2 separate regions of the Rattus norvegicus genome follow, and region 2 is linked to region 1. A link is a contact called in public Hi-C data. All regions are on one chromosome and are shown on one strand. The core of a region is the stretch at or near the end of the contact, and the rest is flanking DNA. Distances in the headings are between cores, read along the strand shown.

What was found. A called contact is a pair of places that touch in the nucleus more often than the background predicts.
Region 2: a contact with region 1 is called in a Hi-C map of kidney, with 2.3 times the contacts expected there. The contact joins the enhancer-like site here to the promoter of Ociad1 in region 1. A contact is called at or near these places in 7 of 12 Hi-C or Micro-C datasets (the A7r5 cell line, the Rat2 cell line, Schwann cells and 4 more).

What each region holds. Positions count from the first base shown.
Region 1 is chr14:35,266,804-35,272,814 of GRCr8, forward strand. It overlaps Ociad1 (OCIA domain containing 1), which reads right to left and starts at 2,471. Exons shown (of 9, transcript NM_001013874.1): 1 at 2,316-2,471; 2 at 922-984; 3 at 436-516. The coding sequence starts at 979.
Region 2 is chr14:35,435,100-35,441,110 of GRCr8, forward strand. It overlaps Fryl (FRY like transcription coactivator), which reads left to right. Exons shown (of 63, transcript NM_001427275.1): 6 at 1-80; 7 at 804-900. Among named protein-coding and RNA genes, the nearest start is that of Zar1, 110 kb to the right of the region's middle. Within about 2 kb of position 2,597, at least 32 of the 93 cell types and tissues checked have an H3K27ac peak or open chromatin away from gene starts, as enhancers often do. A contact at or near this core is called in kidney, where this site is marked.

The DNA of each region.
Region 1 (6,011 bases), core at 1,221-3,720:
GCTGAGAGATGGTTCAGTGGTAAAGTGCATGAATTGCAAACCCCAGGATCTGAGTTCTGATCCCTAATATTTATTTAAGGAGTCAGGGCTGGGCACCCCAGTACTGAGAGGCAGAGACAGGCAGATCCTGAGGGCTCACTGGCTGGCCAATTTAGCCAAATGGTGGAACTCCAGGTTCAGTGAAAAAACCTGTCTCAAAAATTAAGACGGAGCCAGGTGGTGGGGCAAGCCTTTAATCCCAGCACTCGGGAGGCAGAGGCAGGAGGGTCTCTGTAAGTTGAGGCCAGCCTAGTCTACAGATCGAGTTTCAGGACAGCCAGGGCTACAGAGAGAAACCATTTCTCACCGCCCGTTTTTCTCTATGCCTGTGCACATACACAGATACCACAAAAACACCCATGCATATTCTTTAAAGTCCTTAGCAGGAAAACTCACATCTGAACCAGAAGCACTCTTCATGGCACTCTGCAAAGAGCCTCCACTCTTCTTCTGTTGGAATGTAGCCGCCCCCTATGTCTTTTAGAAAAAAATTGGAAGTCATTTTCTTAAAAGCCTGAAAAGTTAGCTTTGTCTACTAGTAACAAAAACATTAAAAAAATAATAATAAAACCATGAGACAACTGGCTTGTCACTTTTTAAAAATCAATTTTGATTTCCTACAAAATTTATTCTTACTACCTGCTAGTCAGACAGGCTGGACACGGTGCTAAATGAAAATATGTAAAATGAACCCCCACCCTTGTTCAGATGATAAGAAATTTGGAGACTGTAACAAGAGAACATTTAAGCTCTGTGTATGACTATAAGGATATCACACCTATAAAACCAGCCCAATTTCTACCGTTACTCAATTACTCAAGCAATTAAAATTTCTCTACACAGAAAGGGTTACCAACTGTAAATACTTAATATGATAGTCACCAGGAATTGGTCTTGACACTTGTGCATTCGGCTCCCGAAAATCTGCCCTCCCATTCATAGTTCCTGTATCAGAAACATTTATAACCAAATATTACAAAGTATCAGTATAAATATACATAACCGGTCTATCTGTAAATTAATAAATATTTACTTAACATTAAACACTCTTAAATTAATCTTATTTTACATGCACGGTGTTCTGCTTGCATGCCACAGATATGCCTGGTGCCTGAGGAGATCGAATGGCACGGGATCCCCATGACCTGGAGTTGCAGATGGTTGTGACACTGTGATAGGACATGTGGGTACTGGGAACAGAAGCCAGGTACTCGGGAAGAGCCAGTGCTCCTAACTGCTGAATTCTTTCTTCAGGCCCTGACCTTTACATTTCAACTACATAAGAAAATAACCGAATGAAAAAGGGTCATAAACATATTATTTGAACTAATTATTCACATTCGCCCCTTTAATAGAAAAGCGGGTATATAAAAACAACAGGCAAAATTTCCCTTCCAAGGCTAGGTTATTTCACATTATTTTGTACCTTGATTAAAAAACAAAACAAAACAAAAAACCACAACTATGTCCAAATGATTGGGGAAAAAACCCTCAAGTCACTTCTAGGTTTCCAATGAAAACAAAAGTACATTGTCTCTCATAACTCAGCAGTCAAAAATAATGACGTCACATTCTCTGCAGGTAGCTACTCTAACGGCAAAGTCTTCCAAACTTTCCCTACCAGGCCAAATAATCTTCAAATAACTTAAATAAATAAAAATTTAAAACCCCAGAGCAATCCAAGATCATGTATTGATATTCATCCATCTTCCTCTGAACTTAGACGTCAGCATTTCAGATAAGGAGGATTTCTTCGTTAAAACACATTGCCGCATGAATTACACGCTGCCGACAGCAAAGCATCTTTCTGTAATTCGTTTAGTGACTAAAATCATCACCTACTGCATACCTAGATCCCTTAGAGAAAAAGGTTTCGTAAAAGGTAAACTGAACTCTGGGTAGATAAAGCACTCAGAGGAAGCTTCTTAAACTGCAAAACCCTACTGGAAAAAAATTAAACCTCATCGTCCCCAAGGAGGCTGGAGGGCAGTGCGACCTGTCTGAACACTACAGCTCAAAGCTAGTAATTACAAAGGACAAGGCTCAAGAGAAGCTGGGGCCGTAGACCCCAGCACTCCTGCCCAGCACCTGCCACCCCACCTCGGCCACCGCGGCTTTCCCCACCCCTCCATGCAGGTCCCGGGTGCGAGTCACCGGCCGTGCAGCCGAGCCAAGGCCCGCAGTGCGACCGGACACCTCCAGGCAGGAAAATGGCGGCTGCGGGCGAGTGTGGGAGACTGGCAGAAAGCTGAAACTGGCTGCGCCATCACACCTACCTCACGAAGGAGGCGGCAACGCGGGGAGCAAGACCCGGGGTACAGGCCAGGAGAGGACCCCAAAGACAGGCACGGAGGACAACGCGGGAAACGGGGAGGGGAAAGAGGGCAGCTTCAAAGGGCTCGCCAAGATGTCACCTAGACACAAGCGCCAGCAGACCGAGACCCGGAAGCAGTACCATCGACAGGAAATGATGTTAGACAGCTCTGGGGCACTGCCGCTGGGCAGTCTCTCAATACTCGTGTGTCGGCCACGCCCCGTCCAATTAGTTCCGCCTCCTTTCACGCCCCACGCCCCTCCTCCCAGCCACGGCGCTCCAGAGCTGCACTGCGGCTGCGCGAGTTATGGCCTGCCCCTCCGCTCACCCTTAGGTTCGATGCTCTTGTGACATACTCCTATGACTGACTGTTCAAAAACATTTTGGAACCCCCTCCATCCTCGAGTCCCCTCCTTATCCCATGACTTTCCTTGGACTTGCCTAATTTTAAGCTCTACATAAATTATCGTATGCTTTAAGCCTCTAGGCTAGGTAGTGAATTTTAAGCGTGAACGCGTAGTTAACTGTCAGAACCTCCAGTCTAGTGTCTGATTGATTCTAAAACCGGAGTCAGGATACACTCCAACGCGGAGACTCAGAATTTACTCATCTGAATAACAGAAATAATGTGAAAACTATGAAAGTTTTGGATTAAAACAAGTCTGAAAAGGAGTTTAGGCTCTCTTTCAGACTGTATTAACAGCAAACTATATTTTAACGCTAGGAGACCAGCTTTTCATATCAGAGATCAGGCTGCCACTCCTTACACTGATCCTAGGCACGTTTATTGAGTGCGTATGCTGAACCAATTACTGAAAGTTTATCGTTGATACCCTCTGAACAGCGATAGCCCACCCTAGTTCTGAACTCCTATAGTCGTCAGATTTCTCACCATTCCTTATTTCATACTTTTTTCCCCACTGGCTCTACAGCGTCCACAAACTTGTCTGTACACATATGTAATAGAGAAAGTCATGTAAAGCATGAATTCAGAGTCATGGCTAGGCCTCTATGCTTCTTGAACCCCACACTAATGAGGAACACCCTGTTTTGTTTGCATTCAACTGTCCGTTGTACTGTCCAGACCAGGACCAGGCACAGAGTTGTAGATTGCACTGTTTGCAAACCCTGTGCTTGTACCACTTCCTTTGTGAAACCTGAACTGCACCAGATAGTCCTGTTCCTCGGTGTTCATGAACTTCTAGCACCGAATGGTAGCTCTGGCTATTGTGGTATTTTGTTGTCACCGTTTCTTTCTCTCACTGAGGTCATATTGAACAGCTTTACAAGTATTTGTACTCTCACATGTTCTAAGACAATCGGTATAAATGTTCGTTTTCCTGTGGTGAGTTATTCTGAGTCTAGGACCTTCGAAGTTTCTTTTTTCCCCTCAAGGTATGTTGATGTTACCACATCCAAGATGCTTTCCTCCCTGCCCAATTAAAGTGACACTCTAGTCACCTTGTGTGTTGTCTTGCTTTTTCTTTTCATAGCATTTTCTGTGACCTAAAACAATTATTTGTGTGTCCTGTCTCTATCTTTCCCCACCCCCTCACAGAAATAAAAGGTCCGTGAAAGAAAAGAACCATACTTTTCTAGCATCAAATTGATTCTCATATAGTATAAAGTCAACAATATTAAATCCTTTAATGAATATGTTGGGTATATTTTTATAATATAAAAACATATAAAAGGAAATTAGAAGACAGAAGTCCAATATTTCCATGCCTTCAGCCTATAGTAAAATTTGAATGTTCTCTTTCCTGCAGAGGGAGAAAAGAAAGAAAGGAATCAGCAGTCATTCTGAGTAAGCTTTATGCTAATGAAGAATCTATTTTTTTTATTTGCCCTACTAATAACACTAGTCTCCCAGAATCCAGATTTATTCTATTCTTTATGTTTTCTCGGGAGGATCGAATGTACGATCCCTGTACACTGTTAGGAATGTGTTCTCTTGTCCACAAGTTTTCCAGCCACTAGGCAATCAATATTGCTCTTTCGTTTTTGTTGTTGTCTTGTTGTGCTTTGTTTTGCTTTGCTTGGTTTTGGCTTGGTTAAAGATTCGGGGAGCTAAAGGATACAACGGAAAAATCCAAACACAACTCAGGCGAGCTCCAAAGTCTTCCTGGAAGCCGATGCCCATTTAATGGAGAAAGGCTATAGGATATGTTAACTGTCTTAGACACCATGAATGTGGAGATCACCAGAAGTCATGCTTCTTAGGTTAAGTTGAAGCAATACCGATGTGGACCTCTGTGCGTGAAAGCCTTGGATTCCATCCTTGAGACCACAGCAGCTGTGGTGTACCCATTGGAGACCCTCATAAGATCGTTTTCACAGACACTCCCCCCATAAGTGGCAAGATCTCAGAGGCATATCCTTTCCTCAAAGATGATACGTAACTGGGTGTATATGCTTGGGACAAAAACGTATTATTACGAGGCATGGCTGGCAAGCTGCCCATGATTTTGAAACTTAAATGAAGCTCATTAATTCACCAAGCTAGACTTGGTGGAATTATTTCTTCCATCTGCCATTGTTCTCTGAGAGAACTAGAGGCAGCCCTGGAAGAGTCTTCAACAAACACTCTTCCAAATATCTACATTGAGCAAATATTCAATGAGGTATCACCCCATTTCTACCTGCTAGACATTACTTTTGGTTTTCAGACTTCGCTTTAGAACTTATTTATTGTTATTTCTGGGTGTGGCTGCATGAGTTTATGTGTGCCGTGTGTGGGTACAGGAACCGGAGTTACAGGCAGATGTAAGTAAGCTACCTGCTGAGGATGTAGGAAATCGAACCCAGGCATTCTGAAGAACAGTAAGTGTCCTTAGTCTCCAAGCCATCGAACCAGCCTTGTGAGATGTTACTGTGAGACCTTTATAAAGGAACAGCTCAGAGTATTCCTTAATTCATATAAATTCAAGCAACTTAATAAATTTCTTCTTGACTTCAGGGACATCAAAGTTTCCCTTTCTAGCTGAACTCCTTTTTATTTTAATTTTTATGTGTGTGTGTGTGTTGTGTGTCTGTGTGTGTCTGTGTGTGTCTGCGTGTGTCACAGCACTCTGTGGAGATCAGAGGAGGTCATTCAGGAGTCAGTTCTCTCCTTCCACCTTTGGATCAGGGGATCAAACTCCCGGCTGTCAGACTCGTATGATGTGCTGAGTCATCTCGCCAGCGCTGGATGAATGTTAGAATTTAAAATTGCAATTACTATTGCTGCATCTGCGTGTGTGGTGTGTGGCTTGTGTGTGTAGCTTGCATATGTATGTGGAGGGACACGTTTGCCTGTACATACATGTTTGGAGGGCAGAGCTTGATTTTGGGTATTTTTCTCTATATACTTCATCATACAAAAATAACAATTATGCAATGTATTTGCATTTGTGTTCTATGAGGGTAGGTATTTTGCCTTATTAGTTCATGGAAATCATTGTAAAGAAATTACTATAAAGTTCATAGACTACACAGTGAGCAATTACAAGACAGAAGTCTAATATTTACATGCTTTTGGCATGTAATACATTTTGTGTTCTTTTTCTGGGAAAAAAAAGAAAGAAAGAAAAGAACTAGAAGTCCACCTGAGTGAGCTCTATGCTAAAGCAAAATCTGGTTTTTATTTGCCTACTAATGTGGCCAGGAGATCTTTGCT
Region 2 (6,011 bases), core at 1,347-3,846, 170 kb after region 1:
TTTGACTGGTACCGACGCCAGAACGGGACTGACGATGAATCCTACGGGTACAGGCCGAGGTCTAGCACAAAGTCTAAGGGGTAAGTGGCCTAGCCAACCATCTTTCTGGGATGTGAGGCACTTGCAGGAGATGGGGTGATATTGTTATCAAGCCGAGATTGTGTCACTCAGCTACCGAGCACGGACTGCTTTGTTTAGAGACAAGGTAGGTAAATTTATGCCCTGGGGGGTGGTAAGAATGCATAAGAATGAGAGTTCATGCTCAAACTTTAACAATCTACCTTATCAGTTGAGGGTATCTATCATAGGCGATTGTTTGAGGCTTAGTGGCTTAGTTCTATAGACACGGTGTATCATATGCAGAGTTCCCACCTTAGGTGTGAGAAAGTTACCCCACGCTGCGTTTGCTTAGTTCGCGGAATTTTTTTTAAACTACCAATGAGTTATGTAGCCACGCTATGTTTTCTAGAGGGAAATTGAAGTATTCTTCTTTCTCTTGCCAATTCTTCTACATCAGGCTTCTTTCTAGTAGATGAACAGTGAAGTGTATGCTGTGTATAGAAATAGCAGCGTCTAAAAACAGCAGAACGCGCCAGGCATGCAGCGGGTGCTGAAGCGAAGTCCCCATCCCAGTTGGTGCTGAGTACCCCCACTCCACTCCTCACTCACTCGTCCCACTTACTCACACTCACACTCACACGTGCTGAGGAGGAACACGGCACAGCACACGAGCCAAGCACGCTACAGCCGTCACTTGGGACGCTGAGTCTCAATACAGTTCTCCTTTTGGGTTCTTGTTGCAGAGACGAGCAGCACCGTGAGAGAGATTACCTCCTGGAGCGGCGGGACTTAGCTGTAGACTTCATTTTCTGTTTAGTCTTGGTAGAAGTTCTAAAGCAGGTGAGTGTCTCTGCCTCCAAGCCGAATCCCCACTGCCTCCCGTGCCGTGCCGTGCCGTGCCGTGCCGTGCTGCAGGCCCTCATGTCTCGGGTCGTCATTGAGGACGCTATCTGAGATTCTGGCCCACTCGGTGACCAGACCACCTAATTCAGCCCCACGTCTTTCCCCTTCCTGGGCCTTGCCTGCTCTGTACTTGCCTGCCCGTGTGTGTGTGTGTGTGTGTGTGTGTGTGTGTGTGTGTGTGTGTGTGTGTGTGTGTGTGTGTGTGTGTGTGTGTGTGTGTGTGTGTGTGTGTGTGTGTGTGTGTGTGTGTGTGTGTGTGTGAAGGTAAATCTTGTTAGGAAGAACCAGCTGAGTGGAATGGCGGTAACTAGGGACTTTCCGCTGTCCGCGCGTCACCTGGCTACTCAATCCTTTTACGCTCACTTCCTTTCCATGAGGTGGAAGTAAAGATACAGCATGGGAATGGCATTGGTTGAAGTGAATGGCGGTGTGTGTGCGTGCACGTGCTTGCACAAGTTCGAAGGTTTTATGCTTATAGTCTTTAAGACATTGTATGTTATTAAAGGGTCATCTGTAAATTTCCAACTATGGACTGTGGTTAGAGAAGAAAAGTAGAAAAAAAGTTTTTAAAAAATCACATTTTCCTCATGATGCATTTGGATAGGAGTTCCGTTTTGTTTCTAGAATGGGATGTAAAAGAATAGCAAATGCCACATCTAAAGTGCTCTGCTGTGGAGCTCGATTCAGTTAGCATTGTGTATTCTTGGGTTATCTGTTTGTCTTTACAATGTATGCAGACTGACCGTCATTTGCAAATAAAAGGCCTAACGAATACTTAAGAGAGAGAAATGAGTTACTCAAAAGCCAAAGGCGCCTTACTATGCGTTTTGTAAAGGTTTTTTGGTGGTTGTAGGGTTTTTAGTAGGGGAAATCTGATTCCCAGGGCAGATTAGGTTTCTCTGATATTTTTGAGTGTAGCCAGGATGCCAGGATGCTAAAACCAAAGTTGCAGGGGCAGGAGAGCTGTGGGGAGGAAGGACCTGGCCTCTGGAGGCCTTGATTGTCCCCTGTGGCTGAATCTTGTATGCCGACTGTGGTCCTGTGATGTGGGGGGCACCAGTTCAACTCTCCATGGTGCTCCCTTGGCAGGACCCTGAGCTCTCGAGTGCTAGAGCAATGGCTACACACTCCCTTCTTATTGAAGTTATACTGGGTTCCCTTCCTCCACACTGAGAAATTGTAGCCTCTCCTCCAGACACTGCCCTCTGTGATTCTAGCTCACTGTAGTTTTTCTCCTTTGCATCTCATGCTACTCTCCAGTTGGTCCCTGTCCTGTTGCTGCTGTTGTTGTTGTTGTTGTTGTTGGTGGTGGTGGTGGTGGTGGTGGTGGTGGTGGTGGTGGTGGTGGTGGTGGTTGTTTTGGCTTTCCAGCCCCAAAGTCACCTGTACTTGGACTGGCTTCAGAAGCTTCAACCCATAGCCCACCTAGGGGGCAGGGTATCCTCCCCTGACAGTATCTGCCATCTCCCTCCCTTTTCTCAGAGTTGCAAGCCTCCTGCCTCAGCTTCTATAATCCACACAGCTTCTTAACACAGGACAGCATCAGTACCAAGACATATAAGCCTTTTAGAAGTTTTTCTAGTGGGCTTGTTTTTGGTCGAGATCTCTGCCCAAGGCCTTGCTGACTGACTCAGGGGCCTCGGGTGTGAGACAGGGCGCTGCCTCTGGTGAGGACCCGGGTTCTGCTCCCACACCGTTCCTCCCAGCAGTGCCCTCCCTCATCCTTTAATGTCACCTCATCCCAGAGTTCAGATGCACCCAATCAAACAGCACGACACTGAGGACATGTATAAGCCTCTTCCAAAACTCTTTGTGGGGACTCTTCACAAAAAAGGCAAAGTTGTTTTTGTTTCTTAAATTAGTTTCTCTAAACCTATAGAAATAAAATTTTTAAAAATCAGTAAAGATTTCTAAAATATGGGGGCAAAGTAACCTGATTTATGTGAAAATGCCATAGAGCCTCACAGATCTCCGAGTAACTGACTTACAGTGTCTTGGATTTGCTAGGACCTTTGTTTCTATCATGCATAATATGTCCTCGTTAGGCTGTGACTCCGTCCTGCATGAGGTACCAGAGTATCGTACTCCGAGCTCACTGTTGAAGAGGACTAACTACTCGCGTGACTTAGTCCCTGCCCTTACAGTGTAAATGGTCCCTCCCTAGGTGATGGTTATGCACTCAGTACTACTTCCCCATGCATGAAGGATTCAGTAATCTCTGAGCCAGCTGATCATTGTCATTGTTGGGCGGTGGCCAAGGCACATACTAATGTCCCAGCTGTCTGTCTTGTTTGCTGGGGAACTCAGCTGGGCTGCTCTCCACTGGTCCTTTGTCCTCTGTGTAAAAGGCTATGCATAATATACTTCAGTCCCATCACGAGATCTGGACTCAGTAGTGTGTGGTTCATGGGAGATTCCCAGGTAGTGTTCACCGCTGTCTTCATGTTCGTCACAGATGAAGAAAAGCCCTCAGTTACAGTGCCGCAGTGACCGCCATGCGTTAGTTCCTTTGTTTTTAAATTTGCAAGTTCTCCTTTTAATAATAAGAAGTTATTATTTTTACCATGTGAGATTAGGTAAAAATTGACCAGTCTCTTTTCAAACTAAAGTTTTCCTCATAACAAGTTAGTATAAAAATTGATTTAATCTAAAAATGAAATCAAATAGCATTAATTCACCAATGGAACAAAACTGACTCAAGATTTTAAAAATATATTAAGGAAAAGCAGACAGAGGGACTGGGTAGGTGGCTCAGTGGGCAAAGGCCTGCTGTGTGGCCTCGAGGACCTGAGTTCAGATGCCCAGGATCCATCGAAAAACTGAGTCCTTACTCAGTATAGGCCAAGCACCTATACCCCGAGCCCCGTACCATGGGTATGCGGCAGAAGCCCCGGAGCTCATGGGCCTGTCAGTCTAGTAGAATGGATGCTTCTAGGTTGATTGATTGGTCGGACAAAGGATTGAGAAGCGATCTCACACAAGCAGGTGCCCCCCTCCCCATACACCAAGCACACACACCACACAATAATGATAATTAAAAATAAGGCAGATATACCCCAGCCTTCACATCCAAGCTCCATGAACACACACATTCAAAAGGACAGGGTGCGGTAACGAAGGCTTAGGCTCTGATGTTGTTATAGGGCTTTTGAGTGTCCCAACAGAATGGCGTTTCACCAGCACACTGGCATTTAGAAGGTTCGGGATACTTTGGGTCTTACACTGAGTTTTAGAGGTTCACTGAGGCAACGAGCTGGGTGAGAGGGGCTTTCACCTGTAGGCAGACGCTGGGCACCTTGAAATGTACAGCAGCTCGTGAGATGCCAGTGGTACCCTGAGCAAGGCCCATGGCACTCGGCTTTTCATACTGGGGAGGGGAGGGCGGGTTTGCACTCCTTCTGCTGTGTTTTACCCAGTATGTCACTGTGAGGAAATGACCACAGTCACCGTTGAAAGGAGTCAGCTTCATGAGATCTCCCATTTCAATGTGATTTTGTGGTAAGACGTGACAAGAAGATACAATTTCATGAGCTAGCCACTGGAATAAACGGTGGCTGTTGTGTGGTGCCCGATGCATCCACCCCTCCAGAACCAAAATTGTTACTGATACCACGGCAGCCATCAGATGCAAAAAACTTGATCCCGAAGATGAAACTGTTAACCACACAAGTCTGGCTCTTTTCTGTCTGAGCCAGTAGATTCCACTCCGTATTCCAGCCATTCATCCACATTGTTTCCACTCCTGAAATGAAATGGCTATGACCATGTTCACCTCTGCAAGTAAAACCCAGAGGTGCAGTCTCCTGCTGTAAACTTCACTGTGGTCTCTCCGTGCTTCCTGGTTTTTCTTCTGGCTTTAAGTAAGAGCAGACCAGGTAGTCTGTCCACATTCATTTCATTGTTTAAATAGGTTTTTTTTTTTGTTAGTGTTACTGTTTTATATTTTAGAAACTAGGGATATAGAATATTCTAGAGAAACACCAACCCCAGGAGTTCATGTATAAAGCAGCTCTTTGTCACAGAGACTTAAAATTGGGTCTGTAGACTGTTGACCCCCTCACAGGACTGTCACTGGCACTCATCTGAGAGCCCAGCCTCTCCCTCCACACCTCCCAGCCAACTGTATAGAGTTCAGCCACGGCTGCCAATAGCCTGTAGAGAAGGTGGAAGGTGGGTGTCAAGGCAGCTATGTGGACATCATCATCCAATCCCACCTTAGTAACACAATTCTAATAAGGCACTGTCAAAGATGTTACAAAAACTGGCAGTTCTGTGCTTTTGTTTCTCTTCACATTGGCCCCAGGTCCCTGGAATTGGAGAAGTCATGATTCCGCTTAAGATAGACAGTTAGCATTGGTGTCTCTGTTTGTTGGTTTTAAATGTGTGTTTACGTGTGAGCCCACTGCTGAGTTTGCCAACTATAATTTAAACTCAACTACGTGGATTTCAAGTCCTGTCCTCTGCTGCCCTCCTTCCTGACTAGTGTGCTAATTTTTTATAATAGTTTTTTAATTTTAGTTCTTTTTTTTTTTTTTCCGGAGCTGGGGACCGAACCCAGGGCCTTGCGCTTCCTAGGCAAGCGCTTTACCACTGAGCTAAATCCCCAACCCCAGTTTTTTAATTTTAAAAAATGTTGTATATGTAGTTCAATAGCAATGTTTCTCTTGATTTTGAATGTTCTTTTAACATAATAATAGTTTGCTATCCCCTAGGACTTACCTTTGCACTCATAATCAGTTACTGAGAGCAGCTGGTGTACCTGCTGCTGTATTTTTAGGCATGTAATTGTTACTATGGAAAAGAGATGGCTCGGGGGTTAAGAACTCTTCCCGCTCTTGGAGAGGACTCACGCTGGGTTCCCAGCACTGATGTTGGGCGCTCACAAGTGCCTGTAACTCCAGCTCCAGGGGACCCTGCACTGCTGACTTCCATGGGCATCTACAGTCACAGACACTCACCCACATCCAGGCACAGAACCAAAAAGAACATAAATAAATCTTTGTCCAAAGCAGAGGAAGTATTTTATTCTCTTGTAGTTTTAGTAACTG